2 separate regions of the Bombyx mori genome follow, and region 2 is linked to region 1. A link is a contact called in public Hi-C data. All regions are on one chromosome and are shown on one strand. The core of a region is the stretch at or near the end of the contact, and the rest is flanking DNA. Distances in the headings are between cores, read along the strand shown.

Region 1 (6,416 bases), core at 1,932-4,431:
TAATTCTGGATATTGCAGGTCCCGAAAAAATACCATGAGTCAAAATAGCATACACTTTAGTAGCACCAGCTTCTATCAATTTTTCGGCAGCATGGCAAATCGTGCCACAAGTGTCGGCCATGTCGTCTACTAAAATGGCAGTTCTGTCTTTAACATCACCAACAAGCACCATAGAGGCTACTTCATTGGCCTTCTTTCTCTCTTTGTGGATCAAAGCAAATTCAACATTCAAACGATCTGCAATAGATGTCACCCTTTTAGCACCACCAGCATCAGGGGACACAACAATGCTTGTTTTCCAGTCCGGTATGTTTTCTTTGATCCATTTTAACACTGCGGGTTCGGCAAAGAGGTTATCTACCGGAATATCAAAGAATCCTTGAATTTGCGACGCATGAAGATCCATAGTGATGATGTGATCGGCTCCAGACACTGAAAGGATGTTGGCAACGAGTTTGGCCGTGATCGGGGCTCTGCTCTTGTCTTTTTTGTCTTGCCGCGCGTACGGGAAGCAAGGTATGACGGCGGTCACTCGCGATGCAGACGCTATTTTACAAGCGTTAATCATAATCAGGAGCTCCATTAGGTTGTCGTTGATCTCTCCGCTGCCGCTTTGTACGATGTACACATCTTCGCCGCGTACCGATTCTCCTATTTCAACGCACGTTTCCATATTACTGAATTTTTTGGTTACAACTTTACCGAGATCGATGCCCAAACGGTCGACAATCTTTTGAGCCAGATCAGGATGCGAGCTGCCGCTAAAAACTTTGATGTTCGGCATTCTTGTTGTTAAGGGAAGAACGTGATCTAATTTATTCACTACGTCTTCTAGGGTTATTGTTGATTTCATCGACACTAAACCAGACGTCGTAGCAAGTGGCGCTATGCGAAGCGATAAAACAGAGATGAATTATTTAAATTGCCGAGTCCATTTATCAATAAGAGTTCGAAGGGCAACGCGTGAGGTCTTGTCGCGCCGTGTATCCTGCACCTATGTCCTTCGCGTATGGCAACTCAACCAGACTCAGACTTCACTTACAGGCTACGGAATCACTTTGGTTCGACTTGTGCACAGACATTTTGTGTTTGCTTCGTCTATTGTATAGACAACGGGAATTTGACCTATACAGCTTTAAATCTTTCATAAGAATAAGGTTGTCGTGTTTACAATTTAAAGGCTGGATGTTACGAATGAATTAATAAAGTATTAAATTTTTTGCGCTGTACATGTACTAATGAATGTGAGGAGTGAAATTCAGCAGCTATGGAAGTGTGGGAAAATGAAACAAAGACGCTGAGGCTGGCTTCTAAGATTCCTTCTAAAAGTGTCAGTAAATAACCACCATTTTCCTGAGACTTCATTTCGACCCAAATCATCTCATTTCGTTCAATTTCATTCCTATTTAATGCAGTCTCAAATAAATCAATTGTATCTTATTTCGTTTAAAATATATCAAAATATATACATATTAAATACATAAATATGTATTTCAATTATAAAACACATTGAAGTCGTCGTGGCCTAAAGGTTAAGACGTCCGGTGCATTCGTATTGAGCGATGCACTGGTGTTCGAATCTCGCTGGCGGGTACCAATTTTTCTGATGAAATACGTACTCAACAAATGTTCACGATTGACTTCCACGGTGAAGGAATAACACCTAGCAATAAAAATCAAACCCGCAAAATTATAATTTGCGTAATTACTGGTGGTAGGACCTCTTGTGAGTCCGCACGGGTAGGTACCACCGCCCCGCCTATTTCTGCCGTGAAGCAGTAATGCGTTTCGGTTTGAAGGGTGGGGCAGCCATTGTGACCATACTGATACCTTAGAACTATATCTCAAGGTGTGTGACGCATTTACGTTGTAGATGTCTATGGGCTCCAGTAACCACTTAACACCAGGTGGGCTGTGAGCTCGTCCACACATCTAAGCAATAAAAAAAAAACTTATTATGTATTTTTGATACGTGTGAATATTTTTCTATACTCAACACACGCAACAATTCACAAGCAAGTGGCCAATTGCTTAATTAAAAAAAAACGAAGAAATAATAAATTAATAATATTAATAATAAGGAATAAATTAAGTGAGCTAAGACAACACCACACGGTTTTTAGTGAGAAGTGTTTTGAGTTAACTAGTTTAAGTGTATAATTATGATTTTATTGTTTCTTCAGCTTTAATTGCGTATTGATCTGATTATCATCTGTGAGCACCTAGTGAGGAAAATGAAAAGGCACTGAAGGAGCTTGGCCCGACAAACGTCGTTTAACGTACCCACATACTTTTCCCATCCAAAAATTTTGAGTGGAATTAAGATGACATGACATAAATCATGAGCCAACTGTGGGGGCAAAGCTGTATAATTAATAGATGGGCTACATTTGATTATGTTTTGTTTGAATTTGTGTAAAGTTTGGCCTAGTTTTTTCATAATTTTTTTGTGAATTAAAATATTCCAATAAATTTTTGTTGTATTGTTTGTATCGATAAAATTGTAATATTGTTCCAATAAAATTTTATGTAGTAAAATGTCGAGTGTGGTTTTTTCCAAATTTATTAAGAAAGCTGGTATCACTGATTCTAGATTTTATTTTTGTTAGACTTTTTGGCGGAAACGCGAGGAGTGAAGTTGTGTGTTTTGTTTTAATTTGTCTATTTTGTGTTTCTTCAGGTTTAAATGTCTAGTAACGGTGGTTTATCAACTGTTTAGTATCTGTAAAAGTGCACAAATGTGGGAAAATGTCATCCTATATCATATCACCTCATCTCATTTCATTTCATTTAATTTCATGCCATGCCATGCCATGTTTCATAATAAATTAATCAGCTTCATTTCATAATACCATATTTCATATTTAAAAAAAAAAATTTAAGGTTTCCATTTAGAAGAATAAAACTACTACTACTACCTTAAATATAATAAGTGTATAATCTATGACTGCCATTTCTATGATTTCTACTTGTAATCTTAGTAAATGACCACCATTTTACTGAGATTAGATTTCATCTCATATCATCTCATTTAATTTCATCCTAGTTGATTAATGTCTCAAATTAATCATTTTCATCATTTCACTCCATAATAACATTTTTCATAAAATTAAGAATATAGATTAAAATAAGACATGACTTAAAGATCTCAGTTACCAGGTCATAAAATCTCTTAAAAAAAATGATTTCTACTTGTGGTTTATTTTATATTTCGTGAATACAATTGAATACATATTAATTAATTTTCAACTATTATAGTCCAGCGCTTAAAGAAAGTTGAGTGATTTGGTTGCGAATCCGCATATCTCAATATTATAATGATTATTGCTTACCAACTTCCTTAGGTATCTTTTGAAAATAACGTATATTGGAGTAAATAATCATCATGTCAGTTAAAAAAAATGTGGAAATTCAACACAAAATTAAATTAAACCCTAAACTCGCAAGTTCTTTGCGGTGTATGCAATGGTTAAAGCATCAGAACAGTCCATCAAACAAGAAGGTTTTACAGTCAAAGAATGATGTCCTATTCGTTCAGACGAATAAATTTGAAAAACCCGAATTTTCAAATCTGGACACAGAAGATACCATTCCAGACGGTGTTAACGAATCTGTCATTAAACCAAAGACTGTGGTGAGCTTCATTTATTATGCACCGAAATGCTATGAAAAATATTAATTGAATATAAAGTTTGCATCGTTTTCTATTGAAACTAGGTGCATGGAGAAAATTTTAATCTCCCTATTTTGTGTGCTTTATTTATTTTGTTGCCTCTATGGGTGGCAGAGCTCACAGCCCACCTGCTGTTAAGTGGTTACTGGAGCCTATAGACATCTACAACGTAAATGCGCCACGCACTTTGAGATATAAGTTCTAAGGTCTCAGTATAGTTACAACGGCAGCCCCACCCTTCAATTCGAAACGCATTACTGCTTCACGGCAGAAATAGGCAGGGTGGTGGTACCTACCTGTGCGGACTCAAAAGAGGTCCTACCACCAGTAAAAAAATTCTGTACCATGGGAAGTGCTTTGAAAAATAGTTGAAAATAACATCATCGCCATTTTATCACTGCATTGCTCGCCTACATGCTCTGTAAGACAGCTTACTGTCTTCAGATTTTCTACATCACAACCTTTGAAAACTTTTCTTGGGTTGTTGTGTTAAAATTGGATTGTGTTTTTATTGCTTAGTAAGTTGAATGAGCTAACAGTGGTGTTAAGTGGTTACTAAAGCCTATAGATAGCAGCAACATAAATGCCCCTAACCACCTTTTGACATGAGTCCTAAGTCTCAGTTCTAAATACAATGGCTGCTTCACACTTCAAACTGTAACTCTATTTGCTTCATACTATTGCTTTACTTATGAAAAGTATAAATAAAGATTCATTTCAATTTTTTTATTATTTGAAAATTATTTGTTTCAGACTACAAAATTTTTACGAATTTCCAAACTGAGCTTGGCTTGTGAGTGGCAGGGATGCAAATTATTAACCAATAATTATGAATCATATCAGAAACACGTCATCGCTCATTTCTCTGATGTGATTCAAATAATAGATAAGGAAGAAACTGGTTAGTCAAAGTGGTATGATTGATAAGTGTAGTTTTTAGCTGAATTAAGCAGTTACTCAAAAGTGGAGCCCATAAGATGCCAAAACATGTGTACTGTGGCCACCTTGAGATATAAGAATGAAGTCTCAATTATCTTCAAGTGGAATGCATGTATGCTCTATGGCAAAATCGTAATACCTACTGGTGGACTAAAATTATGATACAAAGATATAGATGAGTCGACTATTATCAAAGCCGGCAATGTGACTTTGGACAATTATTGGTAAATCAGAAAGACGAATTATTGACTTTGTATTCCATTGGCAGTCACTAAACTCTTCTGAACGACATCTTAGATAAATAACAGGTTAAGTATTAACCTTTATTTAATGCAGGTTTTGAACCGTATTCTTTGAAGGAGACGATTATATTCAAATCAATCTGAATTGACATATCAATAACATTTATTTGTCCAAATGCACAGATTGCCACGTTTGATAATAGACGACTCAGATGTTGAATGGGCTTGACTCCCATATGCCACTTGAAAGTCCTTATTTATGCATGTTTCAGAGAGCAAGCAATTCTAGATAGGGCAAAAAAAAAGGTTACACCTAACTGCTATATCTAGTTACATCAGACTTCTTATTAAATTTTGTAATTTAGTTTTTTTTTTATATGAATTTTGTTCACTCAATTGTTGTCTGGAATTGGTAGCTCCTCCAGACAACGGTCAAATGTTTTGCATTTGTGTTTATATTGGTATACAATAAAGCATACTCGATTCTTAATAAGACTTAATAACCATATTGTTGTGTTTATATTTCAGTAATGTATTCTTGTCTTTGGGATGTTTGTGGTCACAAAACAAAGGATTATAATGAGATGTTTCGGCATTTAAATTACCATGCTTATCATGGGAAGTTGCTGGCGATCGGCCTCAATGGTAGAGCTACATTAAAACTGGAAAGATGCAAGAAGAACTCCACTAAAAGAAATCAGTTACCTAATTTACCTAATGAACATATTTGCATGTGGACTGACTGCAATAGAAAGTTTAACTCAATACAGGTGTGTTACGAAAATATAACAAAAATAATGGTTTGATTAACAAGGACAGGCTTGCACTGGTGTTAAGTGAGTACTGGGGCTCATGAAACCCGTAGTGATAATCTGTACTTTAAGGCAGTCTTGATTTAATTTAAATAATACCTATCAAATTCATATAACCCATACACACACAGCCCACTGAGTTTCTCGCTGGGTCTTGTCAGTGGGTCGCGTTTCCGATCCGGTGGTAGATTCTGCGAAGCACTGCTCTTGATAGGGTCAGTGTTAGCATCACTCCGGTCTGATCCCGTGAGCTTACCCACTAGTTAAAGTTACGCTGAAATAGCCTCTCAAGGCTATCAGATTAAGTAGGAAAAAAAAACAAGGTTATGCTGAAATAGCCTCTCAAGGCTATCAGATTAGGTAGGAAAAAATAATAATCTTGAACTCAGAATTAATTGGGGGTTGCCATAAAACTGGACCAAGGTGGTCACGACCCTCAGTAATGAGGAAACGACAAAGAAGAAAAAGCCATAATCACTATGCTGAGCATGTGGGGTGCCATGTTATAAAACGCTGCCTATTCTATGAAGGATGCTTTTTATGACACTGAGGGAGCAGATTTAAAGGTTCTATTCTTGTGAGGCTGACACACAAATGTATTATTGCTTTGCAGTAGAATTGTACAAGACAATAAACAGCTGGTGGAAGCTGGAAGCATTTTTTTATTGCTTAAATGGGTGGAAGAGCTCACAGCCCACCTGGTGTTAAGTGGTTACTGGAGCCCATAGACATCCACAACGTAAATGTGCC
Region 2 (6,416 bases), core at 994-3,493, 72 kb after region 1:
ACACGACTGAGATGCATTTGACCTTTGACTTTTGAACTCTTAAAATAAGATTTAAAAAATTTAATTGTGAGTGCAAGTAGATGTCGAATTTTGTGGCCTTGAACCAGTTATTCACGAGTAGCGTGTTTAGCGACGCGTCGCTAAGTTTTAAGTTTAATTGCCAATTGAATAGTTAAAAATATAAAGTGTATACATAGTTGTTTAATTAATATAGATTAAGTTTATAGACCTTGTTAAAATCTATTATAAAGTACGATACGAACTCTTTAAAGAAGTAATGCTAACATATCCTATCCCTAAAGATAAATTACAAATAAAGTCGAACCTAATTACTGAAATATTAATCGCGATGCTAGCTGGTTCGTGTGCACATTAGTTTTCTACTAAACAAAACCCGCTATTACTCGCTACTGAAATAGCGCGTTTCAAAAGCTGCTATTGACATTTGATAGCTAGTTTCGTTTCGCTAACCGAAAATGCCGCTACAGCCCACCGCTAATACAATGTTATTAGAGTAGCTGATGGTACATTTAAAATTCTCACCTAAAAATCTCACAACACATTCAGTATCACTTATGACCCTCAAGATAAAAGCTTCATATTCAAGTCCATCCCCTTCATAAACGGCCCGACAAGGCATGCCAGCTTTCCATTCAGTTTCTTTCTTATTTGAAGACGTAGGGCGGGATTTGCCTTTGAGTTTACCTGTAATTATTTTATATCAAGATATGATTACTTAGTTTTCTTAGAAAAGTGCTTCAAGATCTACTTAATGATGATATTGAATATATAATTGAATGTTGTGTTTAAGATGCCTATTAATTTTTCACTATTTAATGTAACTGCAGGCAGATCACGGTGGTGAATAAAAACAGGAGAAATAATGTCTTTGACTGAAAAACCAGTACTATGTTTAAAATAGTTTTTTTTTTAAAATGATTTTTAACTTTTGAAGACCTCCATTTTATATTTGTATGATAGTTTCATTATAAAATAAAACATTTAATAAAACTTTATTGAATTTCATTTAATTATTATTTTCCATTATTGAAAACAGTCTCACAATCTACCAAGTCTGTCCATCATTAATAACTCTCAATATATGTATTTTTTAATGAAATAGCCCCTGGGTATTGAAACACTTAGGTCCTGATCTTGATTTCTATCTCTTGAGGATTATTGCAAATTTTGTACTAATTTTACTGATTGTTTTGTTTTTTGGCTTTCTGCCCCATTTTATATATTTAGAAGATAATTAAAAATTAATTTAAAATTAATTAGATAAACAATTATTCTGTATCAATACCAAATAAATAATATTCTGTATAAATACCTAATAGCTAGCAACTCACTTCTTTATCATAAGATTAACTTAGTACTAAATACTCATAGTTGGGGTAACAACAAATAGAAGATCTTCCAGCTAGTGGGTAAAATTGCTCAGTACACCAATGGTCCAAATATTATTGTTTGAAACTTGTTTATACCAATAATGTAAAAAGGTAACCAATAAAGGTAAAGGTAACCAATATGTAAGAAAAAAATAATAAACCTAAAAACTTGTATATCAAATGTATCTCGAAAATGTTGTTGGCGAGGTTCAGGCGTCATAGCTACCTGTTACACATTTATTTACTATATATACAAATACATTCCACATATTTTACAATAAACTTGTTAAAGTTAACAAATTGCATGTGACTGTGCAGCTATGTTATGTTGGCAACTGCCAAGCTGCGGCAAAATAGTTGCATCTTAAATTATTATTAATAGATAGCTTGCGGTAAGTATTAAATATGATACCTTTGTTACCATGCTCTGTATTAGTAGACATTGCTACTCTCTTTGCGACTTCAGCGTTTGCCATTTTCAGTGCTTTGTCGTACGCATCATTCAATTTCTTGTCGTCCCACACATCTTCCTCTTCTTCTTCTTCAGTTTCAGACTGAAATCAAACAGTAAAATCGGTTGTTATTTTAAAGGTAGGTAAGTAAAAATTTATATTTTAGAATATGATACTCGCTATATTCATTCCCCTAACGTACAAAATTTCGCTTTTAGACATTTTGATGTGGATTGTAAATTAGATACTCTTTTAAGTATTTTTTTGTATTTAAATTTTCTTTTAGCTAGAATTTTGTTTCTAATGTAAATTGAAAATTATGCTTTGACACTTGATGTTACAGAGACTTGACAGTGAGTTCTATTTTCCAACAGTAAAGGCAGAGATATCACAACGTACAGCTTAATCTTTTGTAAATTTTTTTTAAATCTTCAATTTTACGCCATTTACGACATCATAGGATCTTAGACTTGACATTTGATGAAGACGAATAATTGTTTGTTTGTTATGTATGTACATTGGACAGGCAAAGAGAAACTAGACGATTTATCTAAATTTTTTACAACAAAGGTCGAAAACAGAACTGCTGGGAAACTGTGGAATTATAAACATATCTATAATTTAATGTAATCGGATCATGTGAAGCGAGAACACAGTAAGTGTTGAACAAGATTATATGAGATGATTTCTCAAGAAATTGTGGGAAATGAAGTTAATGAAATTTTTTACAGTACACGAGACGTTCAGTGACTTTGTTTCATTTTTTCAAACATTCTCCATAACAGGTTTTTCACCATTTCGCTCCGAAACTTTTTTTTCCTAAAACAGAGTATCCATGGAAAGTTTGATTTTTCATGTCCTTGACACTTGCAATGTAATCGTAAGACACCCATTGTGTTGGCGACATGGAGTTAATAAGTACCTACAACAGTAACTCTATGGTTGGCGATTTCACGTGTTTGTATGTGACAGGCAAATATTAAAACTACTTTCTAGTAAGAGGTTTGTTGAGTATGCGGTGTGTGCGACAAAAAAGTATTTTTTGTTTCAACAAGACAAACATTAATATTATTTTTCGAATGTTCCCTTCATTTGCGCTAAAAGTGTGACAAAGTCCATGTAGGTACGGGTAAAAGGGACAAAATAGGGCTATTTCTTTTAATTTCGTTGATTGAGAAGCTTGAAACTTTCTAGCTTTTTCTGCCATAAGTCTTACCGTCTGATAATGATTTCAACTTAACACTTCTGGTTGTTTCTCAGAAGAACGGATTTAAGTGTAGGACAGACAGATGGACGGACGAACAGCAAAGAAATTATGTTAGAGTCCATTTTACTCTTTTGGAACAGAACTCTAAAAAATATATTTTCGTTGAACATTATTTATGGCAATACTGTTTATTTTTTTACTCAAGATTTGTGTCGCATCCATTACTTGCTCACCTTTGTACGGACATTATTACCCGATACATCACTAGATAAAATATTTCAGTAACGCTCTTCGCGACCGTCATTATTCAAGCTGCATTATCATAGCGTCGTTTACATCATTGAAATATTCTCAAGAGGGTCCCTATGTCGTTACGAGAACCACAGTAATGATGTGTTTGATAGTCGATCATCACTCCAACCATTGAATGGAAGAAAAATAGCATGGATACATTGTTGTGAAAAATTTAGATAGGCTGATTTTTTTCTATTTTCGTGTGTTGTATTTATCGATTTTGCACCAAAGTCAATGATTATAAGATGGGACCTCCGTTTCGAACAGATATGTTAAAAATATTTATATATATTTTAGTAACGTCTGAAAATAGAGCTGCCATAAAATCAATAGAGATAATTTAGGAGGTATCTAAGGCAGATAATTAAACATTAAGTGTTGGTGTGTGACGAAAAAAGGAAGAAATACAGAAAGGCATAACTAAACTAGCCAGATTTATGTGAGGTATAAATATAACACTTGTTGTAGAACTGGGAGTTAGAACTAACGTATTAAAGTGGGTGGCGGCATTTACGTCTATCTATAGGCTATAGTAACTATTTCACATCACACGAGCCGAGAGCTTGTCCATTCATCTACGTAAATAATAATATGCAAATAAAAAACATTCAAATTGGCCAATGGCACCGCTCACACTGAAACAAAAGTTTCTGTTACTGAAATAAGATTATTAAACTACACCAATACAGGGATTTCGAATCCTAATATTTAGTCTCCAACCAGAAATCCGTTTACCGGTGATCAGGGTCACCGACCATTAAATCTAAGAAGTGATTGAAAATTTAGAGAAAAGATCTATCCGATGATTTACAAGCGAAGCAAATTATCCCTTAGAAATAACCCACAGACACAGCCCACTGAGTTTCTCGCCGGATCTTCTCAGTGGGTCGCGTTTCCGATCCGGTGGTAGATTCTACGAAGCACGGCGCTTGCGAGGGTTCGTGTTAGTAATATCGTCCGGTTTTAGCCCCGTGAGCTCACCTACTAGCCCGGTGATGCTGATATTGTCTTTCTAGACCATCAGCATAGATAAAAAAAAAATAGAAAAGAAAGTGCTTCAAATAAAAGCACAAAACATTTATTTAAAACATTTTGTGCTCCTTAACGAATTAGTATGAGAGAAAATTTTCAAATTTCACGTCACATAAACAATACTATAACTAAATTATTTCCAGTGAAATAGCCTGTCTGTAAGAAGAGTGTCCAATTTGTTGCGGGAGCTTCGCTGCCGCCGGACGCTCCCCTTTCCAATGAAGATTTGCCTACAACTATAGGTTGCTTATTAATACGGCAATGGAATTCTAAAAATAGCTAAACTAAATTAGAATGACTATTTTTAGACAGAAGGGTCGTATTTCATCTACTACTCTCTGAAACAACGTCAGTATTTAAGGCAGAGGTTATATTACGTACGTTTTCTAATTGAGCGCAAGGGAATGTTTCATATCACATTCTCTAAATTCGTGGCAAAATGTCTTTTAATAAGGCACGCAGGTGTTCGTTTAGGGGTAATGAACTCAACTGAGTCGGTCTGTATAAAATTCGAAACTTAAAAAGGTTTTTTTTTCTTAATGACGTATTGTTGTAATGCAATATTCTCATTTGAGGGATCGGATGATCGATTCTTATTGGATAAGACACCCTAGTCTCAAACGACGTTTCTATGTGAAACGTGATTCAAATCCTTGTAGGACACTTGCGGTTTACTTTCTAAGCAAAATAAATGTGTATGTACGTCGTGTAATAACATCGAACCCATATATTTGACACGTTCGTAAATTTTTTTGCGCTAGTCCAATAAGCTTTTCGTAAAATAATGTTTTTGTTCCGGTCACACGACAGCATCTGTGGTAAGATAATAGAATAAAAATACCGGATGATGTAGGCTTTACTTCCCTGACACACATATTATTATGGTTTATGAGTATAGCCCGATATTTTTACTTCTGTCCGTTCACGAATCAAATTTAGTTCAGGGACAAGGTTCAAATATTGACCAGTGAAGTATTAGATCGAACAGAATCGAATTGAAACAGAACGCCAGCATGCCAATTCATACCTAACACGCATGAATCAATGAAAGGCTATCACCTTGTCTATGGGTATTGTGAATTTTTCTATGTTTTACACGCATTGGAAACTAGACATAAATTACTATAATCCTCTAATTCACATCGTAAAGATGTCACAATTATACTACGTTGTATATAAAGCAGCTCCCAGGGATGCGAACGAACGTATAAAATAAAGATTTTTTGCACTTTGTCATCAACAATTGGCACACAAAACCAGACAAAATCAAGACTTTACTAAAACCTGTGAATGTACTTTAATTGACAGGTCGATGATTCCATTAAAGAGGAAATAGATATCTTTCGGTCAATCAACTGATCAAAAGCTCGGTTTGAAAATCTATAAGCTTTGCACAGAAGAATAACTGGAAGTGTGGCATTTACATAAGACCCGACCGGGAGATTGCTTATCTGGGTAGGTCGGGAAGTGTTGTAGTAGGTACAGTTATGTGATGGTTTTCTAAAAGCCGGAAGAATAATTGTGTGTGACATCATTCTTTTTTAATATTAGTATTATTAACGGATAGGGAACGTGTTAATAAAATTGCATGCTATCTGATTGCATGGCAGATTGTAAATGCGCGGGAACGTAGCATCATTTGTGCTGCAACAACGAGTTGGTTTTATGCTGGAACCACACTGCGTTATGCGCTATTCGTTATATGACTACGCCGTATTCGCCAAAATATATGTTAAGCGCGCAAGCAAGAAACATGCCATCCACACTTCGAACTTGTGCGCTGAATTATGCCAAATAAGGCAAATATGTGTTGTTTGCGTGGAGCGATGGACGTGTTGAGAGTTGCCGCAATTTATTATTTCCTAAATGTTTCTTACCAATACTTGTTGTACAAAGTTACTAAAAGGCCGAAAAGAAAACGCTGGTGGATGATTACAAGTCACAAGACACGTCGATACACGATCGTCACAAGCGAGCGAATGACTCACCGAACTGTGGGCAGTCGATGCGCATATTCGCCTTATTCGTGTCCTTTGAAGT

What was found. A called contact is a pair of places that touch in the nucleus more often than the background predicts.
Region 2: a Hi-C map of middle silk gland shows a contact between it and region 1, with 1.7 times the contacts expected there. The contact joins the enhancer-like site here to the promoter of LOC101735932 in region 1. A contact is called at or near these places in 2 of 7 Hi-C or Micro-C datasets (middle silk gland and whole pupa).

The regions. Positions count from the first base shown.
Region 1 is chr21:12,662,080-12,668,495 of ASM3026992v2, forward strand. It overlaps LOC101735932 (histone H4 transcription factor), which reads left to right and starts at 3,182. Exons shown (of 7, transcript XM_004929676.5): 1 at 3,182-3,634; 2 at 4,427-4,574; 3 at 5,383-5,624. The coding sequence starts at 3,386. It overlaps LOC692963 (phosphoribosyl pyrophosphate synthetase), which reads right to left and starts at 1,021. Exons shown (of 1, transcript NM_001046803.1): 1 at 1-1,021. The coding sequence starts at 784.
Region 2 is chr21:12,735,483-12,741,898 of ASM3026992v2, forward strand. LOC101743786 (survival motor neuron protein) reads right to left here. Exons shown (of 7, transcript XM_038018430.1): 2 at 1,804-1,945; 3 at 544-705. Among protein-coding and RNA genes, the nearest start is that of LOC134200887, 5.6 kb to the right of the region's middle. Within about 2 kb of position 2,244, at least 6 of the 8 cell types and tissues checked have open chromatin away from gene starts, as enhancers often do.